Regions from separate parts of the Mus musculus genome. Here region 2 is linked to region 1. A link is a contact called in public HiChIP or PLAC-seq data. All regions are on one chromosome and are shown on one strand. Each heading gives the region's core, a stretch centred on a gene start, on an enhancer-like site or on the middle of the called end of the contact. The rest is flanking DNA. Distances are from core to core; before and after follow the strand shown. Region 1 overlaps Mgat5 (mannoside acetylglucosaminyltransferase 5). Region 2 overlaps Tmem163 (transmembrane protein 163).

The links. HiChIP or PLAC-seq counts read pairs in DNA pulled down with a chosen protein or histone mark.
Region 2: a contact with region 1 is called in a BATF HiChIP or PLAC-seq map of CD8 T cells, with 7 read pairs. The contact joins two enhancer-like sites. A contact is called at or near these places in 2 of 484 Hi-C or Micro-C datasets (Th1 cells and natural killer cells) and 3 of 115 datasets of contacts at active chromatin or transcription factors (CD8 T cells, effector CD8 T cells and memory CD8 T cells).

The regions. Positions count from the first base shown.
Region 1 is chr1:127,303,220-127,308,946 of GRCm38.p6, forward strand. It overlaps Mgat5 (mannoside acetylglucosaminyltransferase 5), which reads left to right. Exons shown (of 18, transcript NM_145128.3): 3 at 3,415-3,797. The coding sequence starts at 3,557. Among named protein-coding and RNA genes, the nearest start is that of Gm51747, 5.8 kb to the left of the region's middle. Within about 2 kb of position 2,637, at least 56 of the 459 cell types and tissues checked have an H3K27ac peak or open chromatin away from gene starts, as enhancers often do. A contact at or near this core is called in CD8 T cells, Th1 cells, effector CD8 T cells and 1 more, where this site is marked.
Region 2 is chr1:127,636,155-127,642,436 of GRCm38.p6, forward strand. All of the region lies in intron 2 of Tmem163 (transmembrane protein 163), which reads right to left. Among named protein-coding and RNA genes, the nearest start is that of Tmem163, 39 kb to the right of the region's middle. Within about 2 kb of position 1,962, at least 20 of the 459 cell types and tissues checked have an H3K27ac peak or open chromatin away from gene starts, as enhancers often do. A contact at or near this core is called in CD8 T cells, Th1 cells, effector CD8 T cells and 1 more, where this site is marked.

The sequences.
Region 1 (5,727 bases), core at 1,387-3,886:
ACAAATGGCAGCATGAACGTTCTGTTGCTAAGCCTATGGTCAGCCCTTCGTGATGATACAGTGTGGTCATTTCTGGACCATGGAAGATGGGGACAGAGGCTGCTGTAGACCCAAGAGGCCTATTTGCTGCTGTAAATAGAGCTCCACACCCACCTTAGGATTTGGGGAGGGGGGGACTCTAATTTTCTGATCATTGTTGGTCTGAATTCTTTCTATTGCATGCCAGTTACTGCTGATCATCAAGTCCTTCCCTGAGACCAAGACTGAGGGTGCTCTTCTAAGGCCTCTCTTTATCCCACTCATACTCTGAGATATGAGAGTGTATCCTAGGTGAGACCCCTGAAGTCAGAACTTCTGTCTTCCTAATGGGAATCATGGTAGTGAATTCTAACATGATTCTCTTTGTGTTTTGACAGAGTTTCTGTTATTGCATATTTTTGCGTTCTATGAGAGCATTGTTCCTGGAAATCCTATAGTTGCTTATGATTAGAACCATCAGGTGCTCTGAATTTCCTTTAAGGCTGTGGACTCCAAATGTGTACCTCTCTAGGTGTCTTGATTCTTTTCCTGGACAAAGCCTGGCTCACCATCTGTCATGTTGGGGAGGTCAGGGTGTCAGAAACCTAAAGCAGCCAGTCACAGTCCCACCCACAGTTAGGGGCAGAGAGCAATGGATGCCAGCTCATTTCCTCCATTTTATACAGTTGAGGTTTCACCCATAGTTAAGAAGCATCTTCTCACATTGATCACTGTGTGAGATAATCCTCCGGAGGCCCAGCTCCTGGGTGATTGTACATCTTGCACTCTGTGGTGTGAAGTGTTGACCGTGGGACTCTGGGCTGGTGCTGACTTCACTGCGGGATGAATAAATATCTCTAGCTTTGACCATGCTCTCGAGGGCCAGGGGCCAGTGTGTTGACAGTGAAAAGAAGCCTCTCACTGAGCCAGAATAATTTCAACTAGGCTGTCGTAGTCTTTTCTTCTGTCTCTTTTTGTTTCTTTCTTTCTTTGTTTCTACTTACTATGTATGCGTGTGTCATGTGCATGTAGGGCATACGTGTTCATTTAACCCCCAGAACATAACATCCTGGTGGTTCTGATCTTTCCAAAGCAAAAGGTCAGAAGCCTTCGACCTTCTGTCAGAGCCCTAGGCTTTGCTGTAGTTCTTGCTCTTGCCTTTCCTGTGACTTAAACCCTGTTAAGGCCTTCATCAACCTCTCCAGTAGGCTCAAGTGAGAAAGGAGAGTGGGTGGGACTTCCTGTCTGCAAGGTTAGAGGTAACTGTGTCATCAGTTCAAGATATGTCCTAAAATAGTCAAAGAAAATTACCAGAAGGCCCCCTCTTGGGTATGGCACCCAAATAACATGGCTTGGAAAAGTCCCCTCAGATCTGAGGTGAATATAAGGGTAGGTTATCTAGAAGGAAATGTTCGTTCATATACTGGGGGAGTGGTTTTCAAAGTATTAGCCTCATGAGGCAGGGAGCTCCATCTTGTTCACGCTTAGTCCCCAGGGCGCGGGGAGGGGGAGGCAGCAAGTACTAAGAATGTGTGTGTACTTTCAAACCACATGGAGAAAGGAATGATGGAGGATCCCATTCTGTCGGCCACCATTTGGAAGGCCTCAATACAGTGCCACCGTTCCTCCAAGACATGGCCATGTAGCCATCAGAGTTTTTAATGGGTATGGGTGTTTTGCCTGTGTGTTTGTCTGTGTATCGTATGTGTATACCTGGTACCCTTGGAGGTCAGAAGAGGCTATCAGACGAGTTTTTGTCACTGTCTGCCTGTTTTACTTAATTTCCTTCTGTCTTTGTTTATTTCTTTGTTTCTTTTTTTCTTTCTTTCTACTTATTTTGTATGTGTGTGTCCTGTGTGGGTAGGGCATACGGGTTTAAATGTGTACAGCACACAGTATGCATGTGAAGACCCAAGCTTGCCGTCATCCTACACTAGATTTATTGTGGCAGAGTCTCTCAGTTGAACTCAGAGCCTGCCAATTTGTTTAATCTTCGCTAACCAGCGTGCTTAGGGATCGCCTTTCTCGGTCTCCAAAGTGCTGGGGTATAGGTGGTTTGCCTACCCAGCTGTACATGTCTGGTCCTATTCTTGCACAGAACATAAAGTCTTTACCCACTGAGGCATCTGGCAGATTTCCCTTTTGGGGGGCGGTGGGGGGAGGGGGTGGGGGCGGGGAGCAGGGACAGGATCACTTGTAAGCTATTCTGCCTGAATTCCCCATGTAACCAAGGAGAACCTTGAATTCCTGATCCTCCTGCCTCCACCTACTAATGGGCATTCCGGGCCTTTACACATGCTAGGAAGTATTATACTGACTGAGCTATATCCCCAGGCCTGGTCATTGATTTGCTCTGGGCATACTTCATCAGCCCATCTGCAACTTCTCCTCAGGCCCTCCTTGCTAAGAAGCCCCAATATAGGGAACCCTGGGCCTGTCTGCTGCTATCAGGTGTTGCACCTTCATATTGAAACTCTGCCCTGGAACTTTTCATTTTTCCTCTCTCAGTGAAAGTGAAAACCACAGAGAAGCAGGCACTCAGTGCCTTGGGCTCCCTGTGCAGCAGGCAGGCGAGCCTGTGGGGTGCAGCTTTTACTCCAGATAGCTAAGGCAAGGACCTGGGTGGTGGGGGTGAAACTTGGTGGTAGAACAGATACTGAAAGTGCGCTCTGGTTTTGAGCTCAGACACCTCCAACAAAAAGCTAGAATGAAAGGATACCAGCTGTGCCTCTGGCCTGTTTCTACCTCGGTGCTTGGGAATGGCACCTGCCAGAGTAATTTAGCCTGAAACAAGGATGGTGAAGTCCAGCCGTGCTTAAATAACACAGGACCATCCCCTGTATCCTTAACACTCTCTGACGGCACATCCTCTTTCTTGAACACCTCTGAAGCTGCACGTACAAACTTTGCTTCAAGCACGTAATAATGACTTCCTAAGCTCAAGGTACACAAGCATTAAGTACCAAGTTGTCACAGGACTCTGCCCACCACCCGCCCCACCACACACACACACACACACACACACACACACACACAGACGGTATTTTTTGCTGACATTTGGTGACATATCCTTCTACCTCCTCTGTACCTTGCAAAACAAGGTTCTCGTTTTGAACTAGGTCTAGAAGCGGACCAGCCCTCGAACGCCTGTGTCCACACGCTCAGATGCGTGCTTCCCTCAGTGGATTTGTACGGCTTTCTGTTGCTGTACCAGACTTCTCATCTGGGCTCCCAGGTCCTGACTCTCAGCCAAAAAAAAAAAAAAAAAGTGTTGACTCAGCACATTAAGCCACGCCCGAGCTTGGGGAGCTACCTCAGTACAATTACAGATCCTGATGGTTGTGTTTTGTTTCGACCCACGTTGCTAACTGTCATCCTCCTCCTCCTCCTCCACAGCAGAATGGAAGCCCAGCAAGGAAACCAGCTGACTCAGGAGCCGGAGTGAGAGCCACGCACTCTCCGCCCCAACCTGCACCATGAACTTGCCTTCCCCTTCTGCTTGTTGAGAGCCAAGGGAATGGTACATTGCTAGAGAGAGATGGCTTTCTTTTCTCCCTGGAAGTTGTCCTCTCAGAAGCTGGGCTTTTTCCTGGTGACTTTCGGCTTCATCTGGGGCATGATGCTTCTGCACTTCACCATCCAGCAGCGGACTCAGCCCGAGAGCAGCTCCATGTTACGGGAGCAGATCCTTGACCTCAGCAAGAGGTACATTAAGGCACTGGCAGAGGAGAACAGGGACGTGGTGGATGGCCCCTACGCTGGTGTCATGACAGCCTATGGTGAGTGAGGGGACGTGGAGGGATGAGGTGCCCCCACTGAGCATGCCCCAGAAGTTCCCACATGTGGGCTTTGCTATGTTTTCCTGGGCAGTGGTTGCGGTTCGTTTTGTATGTTAACATTTTCATATGTGTATTTCTATATGTGACTGTGGGTGAGCCTGGGCCAGAAATCAGTGGATAACCTCAGCTGTGAGTCCTTACATTTTTACCTTGCCTGCAGCAGAATCTCTTGTTGGCAGCTGCATGCCAGGCTAGCTGCCTCCTCAACTTCTGAGGGATTATCTTGTCCCTGCCTTCCATCTCTGTACAGGCACACTGGGATTCTATATGCAGGCTGCCGTGTTTGGCTCGATATGGATTCAGTGGATCTGAACTCAGGTCCTTACACTTGTCCAACAAGCCCTTTAACCCACAGAGCCAACTCCCCAGCCCATAGCTGTATTTCTAGAAAGGTAAAGCTGTACCCTTTGTGGGACTCCTATATACACAGACACCCCAGACCTGCCACTCAGAGCACCAGAGCTCTCTCTGGCTTGCATTTATAGCCAGTCCCCACTCTGTCAACTTATTTCTAGGTTCTGCTCACAGGAGTGTGTTCAGAGAGTGCAAACAAACATTTTCATTATCTGTCCTTAAACAAAATGTAATTAGCTCCAGTGGGGAGGAGGATGTCTCGGATGCCGTTAAGGTCAGTGTTGAGCTAATGAACTGCCCCGAACCATTAATGTTTGATTTTCCAGACTTTATTGCTTTTGTCTTTAACTGTGCTCAACTCATTGCTCATTTCAGGAACCTCGTGTTTTTGAAAATAACACACGAGGGCTGGAAATAGTGCTTAGCTTGCCTGGCATGCTTGGTTGGATCTGGGCATGGCGGCACATGCCTGAAACCCCAGCATGGTGGTGCTATTGGCAGGAAGATCAGATGTTCAGGGCCATCCTCATCTACCTAGGATGTTTGATGTTGGCCTGGCTATATGAGGCACTATACACACACAAACACACACACACACACACACACACACACACACACATATAACTTTAGATATATATAAAATGATGTATGTGAAATTTATCTTCCTTTTTTAGTAAGAGCTATGCTTAATTTAGAAAAAAATTGAAGGCAGGAAAACAAAAGAGAAAAATCACATAAAAGTGTCCTCTGAGCAATATACACAATTAGCATTTAGTGTATAACTTTGCAATAGATTTTTTTCTGTCTTATTCATTATTATTATTATTGTTGTCATCTGTGCATTTCCATTCATGTTTCTGTGTGCATGCACCACTGCACACAGTGGAGCCCAGAGGGCAGCCTTTAGGAGCTGGTTCCCTCTTTCCACCACACAGGGATGGAACTCTGGTCTGGCTTGCATGGCAAGTGCCTGTACTCACTGAGCCATCTCGCATGACCCAGACGGTGCCAGAGTGCACATACTGACACTTAAAATAAACATCGCAAGTGGAATTCGGGCCATAGCGTCGTAGAGATTCTGCTTCCAGGATGTGCTGTGGTCACAGAGGGTTCCGAATGACCTGGTTTTCTAGGGGGTGAGCTCTTGTTAGTTGTCAAAGGGGAAATGGAGCCATCAAACCCAGTCTTCAGTGGGTCTAGTGTTTGCTGTAGATGGCATGCTGGGATGGTGTAGGAGAGCTAGTGCTCTGCTTTGCAGCCTAGTCAAAAATATGCCCTCAGTTAGAACACATGAAACTGTAGGCTTAGTTTGCGCAGCTGGAGTACAGACACAGGGACTCATATGTGCCGCAGAAACTTGGCTCTAAAGTGTATGTGTCTATGAAGAGACGGGCGCTACAGCTCGGGGACTCCGATGTTCTTTCTCAGTTCTTAGGACATGAATCCTTAGGTCACACTGTCTGCTTTTGATGTATCTCTTCAACATTTATCAGCAGTAATGTGGGGGATGGCTCAG
Region 2 (6,282 bases), core at 712-3,211, 330 kb after region 1:
CTCCCTCCCTTCCTCCTTCTCTCCCTCCCCCTCACTCTCTATGCCTTAAATTTGCAGACCAAGATATAAGCTCTCACTATCTGCTCTGCCTGTGTTCTTCCATCATGGACACTGACCCTCTGAAACTGTAAGTTTCAAATTAAACTCCTTTGTTTATAAGTCACCTTAGTCATAATGTCTGATCATAGCAATAGAAAAGTAACCAAGACTTCTGGGTTCTATCTCCAGAACTGCAAAAGCAGTACAAACACATACCTGCCTTCCCAGCAATGATAGATGATTGATGATAGATAGATAGATAGATAGATAGATAGATAGATAGATAGATAGAATCAAAAGTTCAAGGTCATCTTCATCTACATAGCAAGTTCAAGGCCAGCCTGACCTACATTAAACCATGTCTTTAAAAAAAAAAAAAAAAAAAAGCCCTGACTTGCAGCATGCACCAGTTTCCATGATGGACTCAGCTCACTGTCAATTCCAAGCCACTAGCTTGAAATGAACCAGGTTGTAAAATAGTATTAGTAATAATAATAATAATCCCTAAATTTGAGCAACCAGTTTGTCTGAGTCAACCCACTGCAATTCACTAAGTGGTAGCCTTCTCTTGCTAAAAAGAAAGTCATTATAAAAATATTCAGATCCCTGAATCTTTACTCCTTCTTATGGATACAGCATCACCCTTTTGTGTGTTCTCCTTAAGGGATGTGTTCTCAATGGGTAATAGATTAACTGCAGGGGATAGATGGATGGGTGGGTGGATGGACAGACAGACAGACAGGCAGACAGATACATAGGCACAGATATAGATATATGCATGCAATGGGCATATAAATTTATATCCAAATATATCTTGTTCTGGTTGCTTAATTCAGATATCACACAGAGAATGGATTTAAAGTATACAATTCAATAAGATTTTTCATGAATTCAGAATTTTACAACTGTCACCGCATTGAACATCAGAATGCTGTTGGCACCCCTAAAAGAAGATCTCTACCTCTTAGAAGTCACTTCTCATGGGTACCAACATTTCCAGTCCCAGGCAACTGTTAATTTTCTTTTCCCTGCTACATATTTGCTGCCTGTTGTGAATTAGTCACATAAAGCGAATCACACAACATCATATACATCATATATATGTATGTGTGTGTGTGTATATACAGAGAGAGAGAGAGAGAGAGAGAGAGAGAGAGAGAGAGAGAGAGAGAGAGAGAGAGAGAGAGAGAGAGAGAAGAGGCTGGAAAGAAAACTCAGTGACTAAAGTACATGAGGACCTGTACAGGTATGGAGGCTATCCCAGGGACAGAGGATCCCTAAGACTCTCTGCCAAGCCAACAGTACATGACTGGTAAGCTCCAAATTTAATGAGAGATTCTGTCTCAAAACAAGATAGACAGTACCTGAGGAGTGACACTTGAAGTTGACCTCTGGCTTCCATATGTGCAAGTATGTGTTCAAATACACACAGGGATACACAAAGACACATAAACACACACATACACAGAGAGAAATGGACACACATGCAAGAAGAAAGATAGATAGACAGATGTATAGACACACACAGAGACATAGACAACACACAGTGCATATGGATCCTGTAAAGCAGTCCTAAATGAGGACATTAATTATTCTCCTATTATCTTATTGAACCAGCTGATAAAGGGCAAATAAAACATAAAGATGAATATATCTCTACAATGTGCCTGCAATTTTTCTTTTTCAGTTCTTCCAAGATAGCATTTTAAGCAGACACAGAGATGGGAAATGACATTAAAATGTCCACTTTCAAACAGTAGAACTTTTAATCACTTCAGCAGCGAGCCTGCTCCCCTTTCCCTTCTGTGGACAGTGTCACTTTGGCTAGAAGAATGAGCTTTGAAGATGATTAATATCCGGAGGGTGGTACAGAGGAAAAGACCAACACCCAGACACCACAGAAAGAGCTATTTTTAAAGGTGTCTGTGAAGTGACAGTGACTGATCTTGGGATTGTCACCCTCAGCACAAAGCCTCACTTCTAGGAAACATGCCCCAGCAGAAAGCTCATTGCCCTGCATGTAGAAAGGAGTGAGGGCCAGGGACCAAGGGTGGGGGTGGCCTTCTGAACTGAAAAGCAACTACTGGCTTTCCATATAAGTTGAGTTTTTTAAGTTCCACCATGTAATAACTTTTGTTATTTCCTGTTTGTGAGCAAACAGGAAAGAGCTAATTTCATCTTAAGGTAGAGGAACAGTTTAAATGTGTGAAAGATCTTTTGTAATGAAATCATCTAAAGCCAACAGAATACAAAACCGTATTTGTGATATGGCCATCATGTTTCTTAGAGTAGACTTCAAAATTTGTTGAAATGAACAAGAAATATTAAAATGGCTCTGCCTGGGATATGAAAGAATGGAAGAAGAGCATCCCCTTTCCCATAGCATGTTTAATTTTATAATTTAATTATGTAATAAGTACCCATGTTAGCTGACTTTCTTAATGCTGTGCCAGACATTTAACAGAAGCATCTTAAGGGAGGGAGGGCTTATTTGGGGTGACAGTCAGAGGGGACAGCTTGCTGTGACATGGAAAGCAGGCAGCAGGAGCATGAGGCAGCTGGTCACATGACATCTACAGTCAAGAAGCAGAAAGAGATGGATGCTGGTGCTCAGCTCACTGTCTCTGGCTTCGTTCAGTCCAGGACCCCAGTCTATGGACCAAATGCCCACATTTAGGGTGTGTCTTCCCTCTTCAGTTAAACCTGTCTAGAAACAGATACACCAAGGATTGTGTTTCCATCATGATTTTTAAATCCAGCCAAGCTGACAAGGAAGATTCACCAACTTGGTAACTAAATCAATCTATCGTCACCGTTTTAGCAACCTCACCCTGTGTCTCGGGTTCTCAAGGCACATGGATGGCACAGCAGTCCCCTGAGTCTCTGGAGACCCAGGAAGGAAGGGACTCACGAGGCTGTAGTTGGGGAACAGTTTAACCCAGGAAAGTGACTCTGGGACCCACCCTCCTTTCAGGGGTCATACTTCCCAACCCCCACAACAGAACATGATAAGACCCCAGGCCACCTGTGACACTCTCTATCTCACAGCTTTTTTTTCTGGTTTTGGTAAAGCAGATTAAGCACAGCTAATTGATTATTTTCAGCTCCAGTATGTCCATTTTCCATGACTGCAATGGGCTATTCAAAACCATCTTTAACATATCTGCCCCCGGCCCTAGTGACAAAGGCTTTTTGATTAATCAAACTTTAGTCAAGCATCTAACTCTCCCACTGGACCTGTCTGGGTATTTCCATGTAAAATTGTTGCAGCTGATTTTGTTGTTGTCTTGTGTTAATCTCATTCTGTGACCCAGAATGGCTCAAACTTAACGTAATCCTACTGTATCCGCTTCTCCAGTGCGGGCATTAAGGTCACACACAACTCTACCCCAAGTCCGAGTCTCCCTGTTCTTGGCCATACTCAATAGGAATGAGTCTGGAGGCCACAACAGTGCCTCTAGAATCATCACACCAGGACTAGGACACTAAACTCTGCTCCCAAGCTCCCTGGAGGGTGTTGTTTTTATTTCCTTTTGATTTGTTGGTTTCTTAAGAGGGGGTCTATAGCCCAGGCTAACCTCAAACTTGCTGTGGAGCCCAGGATATTCCTGAACTTCTGACCTTTGTTCTTCCACATTCGGAGGACTGGGATTATAAGCATCTACCCCTGCTTTTATGCAGTGCTGAAGATCCAACCCAGGGCTTCATGCCTGCTAGGCAAGCACTCCACCAACTGACTGAAGTCCCAGAGTATGTAACAGAAGGACCAAGGCAGAGGCTGAAAGTGACCTGTCCCCGAAGCAATAGCAAGCCCTGGCATTTGGGTATTCATCTGAGAAAAGTTATTATTCTTCCAAGCACACAGCAGGTGATCAATAAATGTCTACTGAATACATTAATCCTTTCAAGTTACTGGTTTTTAATTGCTCTGAAATGAATTTCTATTGAACTGTTTTGTTCTAGGTCCAAGTAGATAAGCGACATTTTAATGAGACTACTGTATCTGAGAACAACTGTTACTTCAACTGTTGAAATGCCAGTTTCTCAAAAGCAGAAAAACATTCGCCAATATCCACGTGCACAAAAATACTAGATTCATACTCAGAGGTATACTAGTACCGCGTTTAACAGCTAACAGAGCACTGGCTCACCTCAGCCAGCAGTGACAGTGTCTGTCCTTTGTAAGGGCAGGCCTGAAGCCTACACCCACAATGGCCATTTTAACTACTAGCCATCAGATATGTCCAGAGAATCTATGGGAGAAAGTGGCCAAGGGCAGGGCAGTGGACTTGTAGACAGTAACTGGCGTGTGAACACCTAACTCTACTGTGTGCTTATTGCATACGAGCACAAGCAAACCCAACTGTTGTGTGACCTTTCCTGGAGGTGGGGTGGGGGATAAACAAACATCTATTCACCCCAGATAGAGCACCAATAATAGACCAAAGAAACCATTTGACCCCAGTCTAACGTGGTGATCCAGTAAGTTTCATGTGGGTGATCCACGGGAGCCTGAGTGGAGGTTACTTATAAGACAGTGTTGGGGGGGGGGGCATTCAAAGAGATGGATGATCTTAAACTTTTGATCCTGCTTCCTCTGCCTCCTGAATACTGCGGTTACAGATGAGCACTCCATGCCTAGTTCATGCAGTTCTGGAGATGGAACCCAGTGTTTTATGCTGGGTAATCACCCTACTCAATGTAGAAAAAAATGGGTTTTATACATAACATTTTGGGGCAAACACAAATTTTAAATACAGCCTTAAAAGAATTTTTAGTTGCTTTATAAATAACTAATGGCTGGTTTCTTTTCGTGCAATTTTCATTTTAAATGAATATTTACCTCCAAGGGACAGATAAAAGGATTAAATTTAGGAAATAAAAATCAAAGGCAGCATTTAACCCACAAAGACCTATGAAAACCAGACTTTAAGGTCTAAGTCCCACCTCCCACTAATCTTTCACTTTTTGGTTGGCTAGATCACCAAAATTTGCAGTTCTCCTTGGGGTTATGTGCCAAAGGCTCTTTGTAGACCACATTAAAGGGCAAAGTTTCCATCAGATCTGATGGTTTACGATTCTGTTGTCCAGGTCAAAGGACTGGTCCTACTCAGACGGTCAGAGAAGGCTGTGGTGTGGCAGGGTTGGCTGATCCTCAAGGGATGAAGAGAGACTAGATTCAAATCCAGATTCACTGCGTGACAACTGTATAACACTGAGACTTAAACAAGGCCACCACACTTCCCTTCCTTCATGAAGTTGTCATAAAGATTAGACATATATAGGACCTACCAGATCCCAGATACATAGTAAGTGTCTGTCCTGCTTGCTTTTTTATCAACTGGACACAAGCTATAATAGAGATTCTCAACATTTGGGTCCCAACCCCCCCACCCCCAATCACATATCAGCTATTTACATATGATTCATAACAGTAACAAAATTATAGTTATGAAATGGCAATGAGATAAGTCTATGGTTGGGGGTCACCACAACATGAGGAACTGTATTAAAGGGTCGAGAACCAATGAGTTAGAGTCATATGAGAAAAGGGAACATCATAAGGAAATTATGCCTCCCAAACTGGCCTGTGGATAGGACTGTGGGACATTCTATTGAATGACTGATGTGAGAGGAATTGGAGAGATGCCACTCAGGGAGGTACAAAACTTAGGCTGAGAAGCCATGAAGGAACAAGCCAGTGAGTGTCCTTCCTCCACGGCTTCTGCTTCTATTCCTGCTTCCTGGTTCTTTACCTTCTTCAGCTCCTGCCCTGACTTCCCTCAGTGATGGACTGTTCGGTGGAAGTACGAATGAAGTAAACTCTTTCCTCTGTGACCTGCTCATGGTCGCTGTGTCTTATCATATGATAGAAATCCTAATGAAGACAGAGCCGAAGCAAGATTAGAAGCATGGGCTGGGGAGAAGGGCTCAGTGCTTGCCTTGAAAGTGTGAGGATACGATTTTGATCTTAAGAGTCCATGTTGAAAGCCATGGTAGCTGTCGGTTTCTGTCATCCCAGCTGGCAAAAACATGAGGTGGATAAAGATAGATTCCTAAAGGCTCTTAAGCCCTTTTGCTTGGTCTGTGTTCTAGACCTATAGAAAAATGCTGTCTCAAAAAAAAAAAAATATGGGGCCTGTGGAATAACATCCAAGGTTATTCTATGAACTATGTATGTATGTACACAAACACACATATATACACACACACACATGTGCCCTACACACATTATATACATAT